Linked DNA regions of Mus musculus: region 2 is linked to region 1. The links are chromatin contacts, called in public promoter capture Hi-C maps. All regions are on one chromosome and are shown on one strand. Each heading gives the region's core, a stretch centred on a gene start, on an enhancer-like site or on the middle of the called end of the contact. The rest is flanking DNA. Distances are from core to core; before and after follow the strand shown.

Region 1 (5,834 bases), core at 1,522-4,021:
TCCCTCTCCCTCTCCCTCTCCCTCTCCCTCTCCCTCTCCCTCCCCTCCTCCTCCCCCTCCCCCTCCTTCCCCCTCCCCTTCCCCCTCCCCCTCTCCTCCCCTCCGCCCTCCTTCCCCTCCCCCTTCCCCTCTCCTTCCCCTCCCCCTCCCCCTCTCCCTCTCCCTCTCTCATCCTGCTCCCTCTCTCTCTGCCCCTCCCCTCCCTCACACCACTATGGGACAAGCAGCTTTGCTCTAGCACATTCTAGCCCAGGCCTAAGAGCAATGGAGCCGGCTGGATGCTCTGAAGCTGTGAACTAGTACAAGACTTTCCTCCTTTAACTTGTCTGACAGGCACTATGACACGGTCACACAGTGTGGAGAGCCGCAATAACATTTACCATCTTAAGATGGCGCTGGCTCCGCAGTGCCTTATGCCACCTAAACAAAGAACAAGCTATATGCGCATGTGCTAAAAGCAAAAACCCGCCAAAAGTCACCAGCCCATTTCCGGGGCACTGGTCCATCTCCCAGGGCACTAGCCCAACCCCTGGGGGCTTTAGCCTATCCCCAGGGGGCATGAGTATCGTGGGTGTAGCTACCAGTCCTAGTTTAGACATGTCACGCCTTAAGGGTATTTAAGCCACACACTTTCTGAGCCTTCTTTGTCTACCTCACTATGTTATTGAAGTAAAGTTAACCACGGAAGAACCTGGCGTGTCCTGTGTTTATTTCCTGCGGGACAAGGATAAGCTCGGGATAACACAGAACTGACACAACATCAAAGTACGGACAGGTGGGATGGCAGGCATACAGACAAGTGTATTAACACATGTACCTCTGTCTATAACATAATCCAGATCACATGTCACCTAGTCAAGGCATCTTGTTCCCTAGGCAGTGGTAAGGGTTGTAGGTAGTTTTGCAGCCCACACTGGACAGCTCTATGCATTTGTATACATGAGAACCTTTTATCTCATATTCTTGGAGGGTACCTTTGTGGCACGTGTTGCCAAAAAAAAAAAAAAAAAAAAAAAAAAAAAAAAAAACAGGCAAAATAAAAACAAATACAAAACCAGCATTTTTCCTGGTAGTCTTCACCCTCTCCCTGTCCAGAGCTTGGCCTGGCTTCAGCAGTGACAGATACGTGCTCACAGAGAAACTCTGACTGTGTGCCTGGAGTTGGATTCTTCCAGGTGGAGGTTGAAAAAGGCTCAGTCACCCCACAGAGGCCTCTGTGTGCCACCCCAGGCAGATCCTGACAGTAAGTCTGCCTCATTTCCATTGGCTGCAAACAGTGGGGTGATGAGACCATATGTCACTTGGGTATTAAACAAATCCTAATGAGCTAAAAATATGTTTGTTTTAGCTAATTGACCTCCTTGGCCTTCCTAAACCACTTGGTAAACATCGTCAGATAATGGCTTCCAGAAACTGACTTGTAGGTTTCCAGCTCACAGAGTAAGCTCTCTCATCCCCACCCGAAGACCACCTTCTCTGGCTGCCTGCTGCGTCACTGTGGGACTCTACCTGCAGTCCACCAAGCCCAGCCATCTGTTCTGGATAGAACCCAAGAAGCCAGGAAACAGGAAGTGGCCACACCAGCTGCTATTCCACGTCTATACAACGCCCCCTACAGGCTAACTAAAGAATACCTGCTAAATAAGAGAGAGGTGTCCACTAAGAGGCTCCCTGGACAAAGCAGGAGTTCTAAGTGCAGGCTCCATGGTGAGTGTTCTTTGATACCCAGAGCCAGTCAGACATGAGCAGAAGTCCACATCACGAGAAAAGGGTAGCATACAGAAAATGCTCCCTGGGACTGGCTCCCAGGTGTGACCCTGCGGGTATGAGAATGACAGGTATTCTTTGTGTGACTTAGGACCACAGAGAGCCACTCACTTCTCACGGTGAGCACTGGACTGAAGCTGAGCCCCTAACTATTGGGGGGGGTGTCTCCATTCACAAAGAGAATGAGGCTCACTAGATCACTTAACCTTATCTGGTCTGAAATTATTGATCTCATGTCCCTCTCGCTGTCACACTCTGTACTAGTGTCCGGACCTTTCATTCATCTTGAAAGTTGTGAGGTACTGACATCTATATTATACCTAGAAGCATAATAAGGGTATAGGAACAAGTTTCAATTCCTGAGGCTGACAATGGCCCTAGACTAAGCCTTCCCAGTATCTGAGATGGTGGTGGCCTATGCAGCCTTTTCTCGCTATCCGTCACCTGTCCCCATCTGAAACGGTGGGTTGAACTATCTACTAAACTCCCTGGTGATAAAATAGATATGATACTCATTATAGAGCCTTCATCAGTAACTTCCAGACACCGCAATGCTTTGTGAAAGCATTCATGTTTAATCTACCCAATAACTTAGTCTACAGAACAAGTCAGATACCTTCCCCAACCTATGAATAAACAGTAGCAGAACCAGACCTCCAACTGCGTCTGCCTAATTCCAGAGTCATGGGTGAGCCACAGTGGGAAAACGATATTTATTTGTAGATTAACGATTCTCATTTGCAAGACTTTAGTAAAAACTGTGGGTGTAGAAAGCATATCACAGGGCCTCGCATGTGTCAGGAACTCAAACTAAATGCAATTGTTTGTGTTATTCTACACAGACATGGCTCAGCAAGATGAGATGCAATGTTCCTTCCGGGTCAAACCACCCTGGCCTCTTCTTCAGAGTCCAGCTCATGTGCTTGAATTAGACAGGATTAAAGGCTTAGCAGAGCTGGAAGCCTCACATCTAACTCCCACATTGAGCCCCAGACCTTCTGTCTGCCTGCTAAGAAGGGCAAGGGAGAGAGGCAGCTGCAGGACCACAGCCTTGTACACACGGAGCTCTTATCCAGGAGCCAAGGCTCTGGGATCCCAATGATGAGAGAATGGGTCCTGGTTTTGTCCACACTGCTCTGGGTTCCGGCTGGTCCCACGCACCTCTTCCAGCCAAGCCTGGTACTGGATATGGCCAAGATCCTCCTGGATAACTACTGCTTCCCTGAGAACCTGATGGGAATGCAAGCAGCCATTGAGCAGGCGATGAAGAGTCACGAGATTCTGGGCATCTCAGACCCTCAGACGCTGGCCCAAGTGCTGACAGCTGGAGTCCAGAGTTCCTTGAGTGACCCACGACTCTTCATCTCTTACGAGCCCAGTACCCTCGAGGCTCCCCAGCAAGCACCAGTGCTCACCAACCTCACCCGAGAAGAACTGCTGGCCCAGATACAGAGGAACATCCGCCATGAGGTTCTTGAGGGCAACGTGGGCTACCTACGAGTGGACGACCTCCCTGGCCAAGAGGTACTGAGCGAGCTGGGGGAGTTCTTAGTGAGCCATGTGTGGAGGCAGCTCATGAGCACCTCCTCCTTGGTGCTAGATCTCCGGCACTGCTCTGGCGGCCACTTCTCTGGGATCCCTTATGTCATCTCTTACTTGCACCCTGGGAACACGGTCATGCACGTGGACACCGTCTACGATCGGCCCTCCAACACCACCACAGAGATCTGGACCTTGCCCGAGGTCCTCGGGGAGAGATACAGTGCTGACAAGGATGTGGTGGTCCTCACCAGCGGACACACTGGGGGAGTCGCAGAGGACATTGCCTACATCCTGAAGCAGATGCGGCGCGCCATCGTGGTGGGCGAGCGGACGGAGGGTGGGGCCCTGGACCTCCAGAAGCTGAGAATAGGCCAGTCCAACTTCTTCCTCACAGTGCCTGTGTCCAGGTCCCTGGGACCTCTAGGTGGAGGTGGCCAGACATGGGAAGGCAGTGGCGTGCTGCCTTGTGTGGGGACCCCTGCAGAGCAAGCCCTAGAAAAGGCCCTGGCCATCCTCACCCTGCGTCGTGCCCTGCCAGGGGTTGTCCTCCGACTTCAGGAAGCCCTCCAGGACTATTACACATTAGTGGACCGAGTGCCGGGCCTGCTGCACCACCTGGCCAGCATGGACTACTCAGCTGTGGTCTCTGAAGAGGACCTGGTGACAAAGCTCAATGCTGGCTTGCAGGCTGTGTCGGAGGATCCCAGGCTCCTGGTGAGGGCCACCGGACCCAGAGACTCCTCCTCAAGACCTGAGACTGGGCCTAATGAGTCCCCAGCAGCCACCCCCGAGGTGCCCACGGAAGAAGATGCCCGGAGGGCCCTGGTGGACTCTGTGTTTCAGGTGTCCGTGCTGCCGGGCAATGTGGGCTACCTGCGCTTTGATAGATTTGCAGACGCCGCTGTGCTGGAGACGCTGGGCCCTTACGTGCTGAAGCAGGTATGGGAGCCTTTGCAGGACACGGAACACCTCATCATGGACCTGCGTCATAACCCTGGGGGTCCGTCCTCGGCGATGCCTCTGGTGCTGTCCTACTTCCAGGGACCTGAGGCCGGACCTGTACGGCTCTTTACCACCTATGATCGCCGCACCAACATCACCCAGGAGCACTTCAGCCATCGGGAGTTGCTAGGCCAACGCTATGGTAACCAGCGTGGAGTGTACCTGCTTACTAGCCACAGGACTGCCACAGCTGCCGAAGAGTTTGCCTTCCTCATGCAGTCCCTGGGCTGGGCCACACTGGTCGGCGAAATCACCGCGGGTAGCCTGCTCCACACCTGCACGGTGCCACTGCTGGACTCGCCCCAGGGTGGCCTGGCGCTCACAGTACCGGTACTTACTTTTATTGACAACCACGGTGAGGCCTGGCTGGGGGGTGGGGTGGTACCTGATGCCATCGTGCTGGCTGAGGAGGCCTTAGAGAGAGCTCAGGAGGTGCTGGACTTCCATCGCAGTCTGGGCGCCTTGGTAGAGGGCACGGGTCGCCTGCTGGAGGCTCACTATGCCCGGCCAGAGATCGCACAGCGGGCCAGAGCTCTCCTGCAATCTAAGTTGGCCCAAGGAGCCTACCGCACAGCTGTGGACTTGGAGTCACTGGCCTCACAGCTCACTGCTGACCTTCAGGAGGTATCTGAGGACCACCGCCTGCTGGTATTCCATAGCCCTGGGGAGCTTGTGGCAGAGGAGGTCCCTCTACCGCCCCCTGCCGTTCCCTCCCCAGAGGAACTCTCCTATCTCATAGAGGCTCTGTTCAAAACGGATGTGCTACCCGGCCAGCTCGGCTACTTGCGTTTTGACGCCATGGCTGAGCTAGAGACAGTAAAGGCCATTGGGCCTCAGCTAGTACAGCTGGTGTGGCAGAGGCTGGTGGACACAGCTGCGCTGATTGTTGACCTGCGCTACAACCCTGGCAGCTACTCTTCTGCCGTTCCTCTACTCTGCTCCTATTTTTTTGAGGCGGAGCCCCGCCAGCACCTCTACTCTGTTTTTGACAGGGCGACATCTAGGGTCACAGAAATATGGACCCTGCCGCTGGTTGCTGGGCAACGCTATGGATCCCATAAGGACCTATACATCCTCATGAGCCACACTAGTGGCTCTGCAGCCGAGGCCTTTGCTCACACTATGCAGGACCTACAGCGGGCCACCGTTATAGGAGAGCCCACAGCTGGAGGGGCACTCTCCGTGGGCATCTACCAGGTGGGCAACAGCCCCTTATATGCCTCCATGCCTACTCAGATGGCCCTGAGTGCCAGCACCGGTGAGGCCTGGGACTTGGCTGGTGTGGAACCTGACATCACTGTGCCCATGAGTGAGGCCCTTTCCACAGCCCAGGACATAGTGGTCCTGCGTGCTAAGGTGCCCACTGTTCTGCAGACAGCTGGGAAACTAGTGGCTGATAACTATGCATCCCCTGAATTGGGGGCCAAGATGGCTGCCAAGCTAAGCGGTCTGCAGAGCCGCTATGCAAGGGTGACTTCAGAAGGGGCCTTGGCTGAGATGCTGGGGGCAGATCTGCAAATACT
Region 2 (5,281 bases), core at 1,509-4,008, 420 kb after region 1:
CACACACATCTCTACCCTACCAATAATGCACATACAACCCACATGTTCACACAAAGACCTCAGCAGAGGGTGGAGTCGGAGCCCTGCCACTTGCCCACCACAAGTGGGCAGTGTTGCCATTACTGCTTCCTTGGGAGGTGGAAGCTAGACCCTGGGATGAGGGAGGGTTGGATAAAAGATAAAAGGTAGCTCTGGTGGTGGCTTTCAGCTTTAGCCTGTCACCATACACTGCCCTTGTGATATGTATTTCCTGCATGCCAAGGGGATGGGGCTGGCCATGGTCTGCATGTCGCTTTCCTTGTGCATAAAATGAATCCCAAGTCCCCACTCTTGGAGTGTGATGGGGATTCCTGATATGAACAGGTACAGAGATACCAAGTCGCCCCAGCACACAGTGGGTACTGTCTGTAAAGTTAAGCAGTGTCTAGTGCTATTTACCCGTGTGTTCACGAGGGCAGAATTGCCTCCTATTGCTGGGGAGCCTAGAAAAAGGACATGAACCAGGCTTACCTTGCGCACCACCCCGGTGGTGACCACGATGTTTTCAGCCTCCTCCACGGTCTTGTTGGCCACTGTGTTGACGCTGCTGACCACAGCTTCACTCACGGCATTGGCCTGCTCCTTGGTCTTCTCAGCCACTGCAGAGGATTCTGGTTGGACTCAGCCCTGGCCCCCTCCACTGCTGCCTACCCAAGCTGAGGAGAGCAACCCCTTCCCAGAGCCCAGATGCCTGATGCCTGACTTCTAGTTACTTCGATCCCTTTGTCTGACTCTAGGGCAGAACAATGTGATGGTCTATCTTCAGGGCATGTAGTGGTTTGGGTCACCAAGGGCTTAGGGCTCCAGTTGGTACAAAGAGGACTTCAGGTATGGACCCTGGATATAGGGCAGGATTTGTGGGGTCCCCAGTTCTGGGTCATCTTACCTGAGGTGACACTTTGTACCACGTTCTCCTTGGTTTTGGTGCCTATTGGAGGAAGAGGTGTACAAGCGGTCAGGGCAAACAGCTGGACACAATGTGGGGGCCAGGAGGGGATGAGGATGGCGTCTGGGGACAGTAGCCCCTTCAAAAGGCCATTTCCTGCTGTGTCTGAAGGACAGAGGACAGACGGGAAGGAGACAGGACAGGAAGAGGGGACAAAATAGACCAGGCCTGAGGTACTGTTACTGGTAGGGCTATGGCCCTTGCATGGGCGTGGCCCCGGCCTCAGAAGCAGCAGCTGAACAGGGCAGAGAAAGCTGAGTCACAGGATTAGCCACCCCTGTCCCCTCTTTAGAAAGAGCCCAGAATGCTGGGGGTGGGTTGAACACTAAATGGGACCCATTTTCACAGACTACCCTTCCCCTCTAAGCCAGGAGTGGCCTGGCTCAGATGCAGCAACTCCCATTGGAGAAAGCGGGGTCCACCTGAGCAGATCATTACCTCAGGGTCTCCAGGTTAGGAGACTCCAGGCATGTGTGTGCATGCTTTTGAGTGCCCACACGTAGGTGTGGCACTCCGGTCCTGTCCCACTCAGAGTCCCTTCCCCCAGAGTATCAAAGACAATTAGATACTACCATATTCTCCAGGGTGTGCGACCCTGCCTCAACAATCAGAATTTCATCTCAAAACGCTTTCTAGAAGCTGGGGGAATCTGCAGAGGGAGGCATCTGCCCTCCATTAGGGACCCCTCCACCCTGCCCCGCCCCGCCCCGCCCCACCTACCACACTCACCCACATACATAACCCCCTCCTTGGTCTTCTCAGCTGCCTCCGTTACTCCCTGCTTGGTCTTTTCTACAGCACCCACAACACCTTCCTTGGCAATGGAGAAGCCTTTCTTGAAGACGTCCATGGTGTTTGCAAGGATGGAACCTGGCTGCTGCAAGCTATGGACTGGAGTGCTGCCGCAGCCGCTGTCTCTGCTGCTACTGCCTCTTATTGACGCAGATGAAATATTGATGCTGTGGCTGCTGGCTGGAGCCCAGCCAGCCCGGGCCAGGGTGGGGGCAGGGAGGGCGGGCCAGAGAGAAGGCATGCCTCACGGGGATACCAGCGAGCAGGGCCCGGGCCCCTACTGGCTCTATTCTGCCCTGCTGACTCTTGTTGGCCCTGGGGGAGGGAGAGCGTGTTGGAGGCTGGACATATCCTAATCTATCATTACACCTCATTCATCCTTGGAAAGCCCTGGTGGTCTCGTGCCCTGGCTCTTATATGCAGAAGAAAAGTGCCTTGACTGATGATGCCTCAGTGTCCCAGGCTGGGCCGGGGTCAGGGCCAATCCAATGAATGGCCAACCTGCAGGCTGCCCTGTTATCCAGTTCCCCACTGTATCCTGGATGCTCTTGAGCCTGGAGCTCTAGCCAAACCTGTTGGAAGGCTGAGGCCAGAAACACCCAAAGCTGCTCCCCATGCCCTAGACTGGGCTGCCCGCTGTGTGATTCTAGCATAGTCCCTTTCCTTCTCTGAGTTCCCACCCACCTGCTAGTTCCCATAGCCCAAGGTGCCGAGCAGGTGTGATGTGCCCGTTCCCCACTTCCTGGCCAACAGTATGGGTGGCACCAGATCTCCTCCAGGCCCACGACAGAGTCCTGGAGAAATAAGTTTAATGGGGCCACCTTTATGTGTCTACCAAATCCCGTGTCCCTGATTCAAGTGCCCTCAGGACACAGGAATTGACCTGAGTGGTTGGAGGCCTCCAAGGGGGCCAGGCTGGAAGGGGCGGGGGCGGGGGCGGATGAGACTTGCCGGGTGGGCCGGACCAGGCCACTTCCTCCCTTTGTTGTCCTCGTGTTTTCTTTTCTTTCTGACATTTCGCTTGAAGACCACATCACCAGCAAATTTGAGAGTCACTTGTAAGGCTGAGCATCAGCACAGGAGCCCCTCACCATGATCCCGACACTGCTGCTGGGCTTTGGGGTGTACCTGAGCTGGGGACTGCTAGGGTCCTGGGCACAGGACCCCGGTACCAAGTTCTCCCATCTCAATAGGCCCGGCATGCCTGAAGGCTGGAGACTAGGGGCTGAGGATACCAGCAGAGACCCCATCAGACGGTAAGGAAATCCTGCCCTTGTCGGAGATCGGGAGATGATGTCTGAGCCCCAGATACACATCTGAGGAATGGGCTGATGTGTGGCTATCTCTATAGCTAAGGGATGCTAGTTTCCTGGATCTGGTACTCCAGGCCCCAGGCTGGGGATGGCAGGGTGATTCCTGCTTGACCTATAGCAGGGGCTTTGGGTGGGGCTGCAACAGGTAACACAGCTCCCACTAGTGGCATGGGACTCAGAGGGTTGGGTGTTCTAGATGATTCCAGGTGATGGGGCTATCGCTCCTGCTCTTCAAAGGAGCTCAGCTCTGAAACCTGAGCCTCTGTAAGGCTGGCCCAGCCTAAGCCCTAGGGGACAGCAGCTCACAGGGAAGGCATTTGGATCTAAGTGCCCAGAGTACCAGGCCAGGATTACTAAACAGAGCAAGGGTTCCTCAGTCCCCAGAGCTCATGGAGGCAGGGAATCCTAGAGCAATTTCACGAAGCCTCCTGCACGGACAGGGTGCAGTGAGACCCCAGGCAAGGTTTTCCGACATCGCCTTTATGCTTAGAGGTGCCAGGACTCTAGGTCTGTCCCTCAGGGTTTGGAGTCTCATGTCTCGACATGTTCAAGGTGGCACGCAGATGCCACTTCCTGGGATAGCCTCTGGGGCTCCACTTTTCAGGTATTCTCCCCATTCCTCTCCCCTAGCAGCCTGATTCACAGTGGCGGGGCCTGAGGCTCACAGTGCTTGAGTCATCTACCCTGGGTCACAGGCACAGAGAGCTGGACCCTTGCTTTCATACCTAACTCTCAGAGTGGAAACTGTCGGATCTGTAGGGTAAACGGCCAACATCCCCCTCCTACCCCTACCACCCCCCCGCCCCAGCCTCCCCACTACATAGAAAAGGGACTGTAACAGAATTCCCAGACAAATCCCCTGGACCAGGTTTCTGTCTGCTTCTGACTCTTTTAGGGGAATAGCTGTTGGGAGCTTTCTGGAAAGCAGGCCTGGCCATGGAGAGGCTGCCTCGTGAGAGGACATATGTGCTGTTTCGTGAAGAAGGGGTGGGTCTGGTGGTGTAGGGAGAAAGGGGTGTCCTGTTCATCCCTAGTTTTACCACAGGCTCACAAACACAAGGCGACTGTTCACGGAGGCAGTCAGTCCTACCATCTACCTCTGACTTCAGGACCAGGGACCAACCCTCTCTCTTCCCTAGAGCCACCAGGAGCAGGTCCCAGTCTCCAAAGGAAAGATGGAGGAGCTTGAGGGGCCAGAAGGGAGGAGTCCTGGTCCTTGTTCTTCATTCCCCCTGGGTGTGGAGAAGGTCTGTTTGTTCCCTTAGCCCCTGGGATTAGAGGACCCTCCATCTTTCCCTAGGTGGAGTTGTGCCAGACTCTAGGGACTAGAGGGGTTTGTGCATAGTGAGCTGGGCTCAGGAATACCCAGGTCACCCAAGCTAGGGCTCCTGCCTTCCGGGGTTTCCTTTTCATATCCCAAGAAGCTTGGACCCCACCATCCAAGTTATTGAAGTATCTAGAGAGCCTGGTGGGAAAGGAAGGAAACACAGCAGCTTCCTGGGCTGACTGCTTCCCAAGTTCCTGTGACAGGAGGCGGAAGTGCTGCTCAGGTCCTTGGGCAGAAGGGGAAGGGGGTTGTGGGGGGATCCAGGCGCTGTGTTCCACTACTCCATCAACAGAGTGGGGGGCAGGGTTGGGGGAATGCAGCATCGGCATCAATCATTAAAGTCTCTGCTGTTAGAGCCAGGCCTCCTGCTTTCTATTTGGGCCCCCCAATTCCATAGGTCAGGGGCCAGGCAGGCTCTGGACTCACAGGGATAAGAGCTTTTGGAAGAACGGTAAAACAAAACAACTTGGTGCCTCCACACCCTGCGTGCCCAGGCTGCCAGGTCCCAGGGCAGAAGAGGGACCTGGTTAGCTGTTTCCCAAGCCCCTGGAGATCCTGCAGAGGCAGGGCCAGCAAACTAGCAAGGAGTACCTTGGTTCTTCCCAGCTCCTTTTTGTTTTTCAAGACAGGGTTTCTCTGTGTAGCCCTGGCTGTCCTGGAACTCACTCTGTAGACCAGGCTGGCCTCGAACTCAGAAATCCACCTGCTTCTGCCTCCCGAGTGCTGGGATTAAAGGCATGCGCCACCACCACCCGGCTCTTCCCAGCTCCTTGGTGGGGTTGTGTATAGAGAATATGGACTCTCCAGACCCAAGTCAGCTGCTCCAGAGAGGCTGGGTCTGTGGTAGAGGCCATGCTGAACCTG

Evidence for each region. Promoter capture Hi-C pulls out the DNA fragments that hold promoters and counts their contacts.
Region 2: a contact with region 1 is called in a promoter capture Hi-C map of embryonic stem cells, with 2.2 times the contacts expected there. The contact joins the promoter of Mmrn2 here to the promoter of Rbp3 in region 1. A contact is called at or near these places in 5 of 39 promoter capture datasets (the 3T3-L1 cell line, 3T3-L1-derived adipocytes, embryonic stem cells and 2 more) and 2 of 484 Hi-C or Micro-C datasets (liver and nephron progenitors).

The regions. Positions count from the first base shown.
Region 1 is chr14:33,951,232-33,957,065 of GRCm38.p6, forward strand. It overlaps Rbp3 (retinol binding protein 3, interstitial), which reads left to right and starts at 2,772. Exons shown (of 4, transcript NM_015745.3): 1 at 2,772-5,834. The coding sequence starts at 2,866.
Region 2 is chr14:34,372,746-34,378,026 of GRCm38.p6, forward strand. Mmrn2 (multimerin 2) reads left to right here and starts at 2,759. Exons shown (of 7, transcript NM_153127.3): 1 at 2,759-3,033. The coding sequence starts at 2,870. Sncg (synuclein, gamma) reads right to left here and starts at 1,924. Exons shown (of 5, transcript NM_011430.3): 1 at 1,715-1,924; 2 at 926-967; 3 at 511-638. The coding sequence starts at 1,835.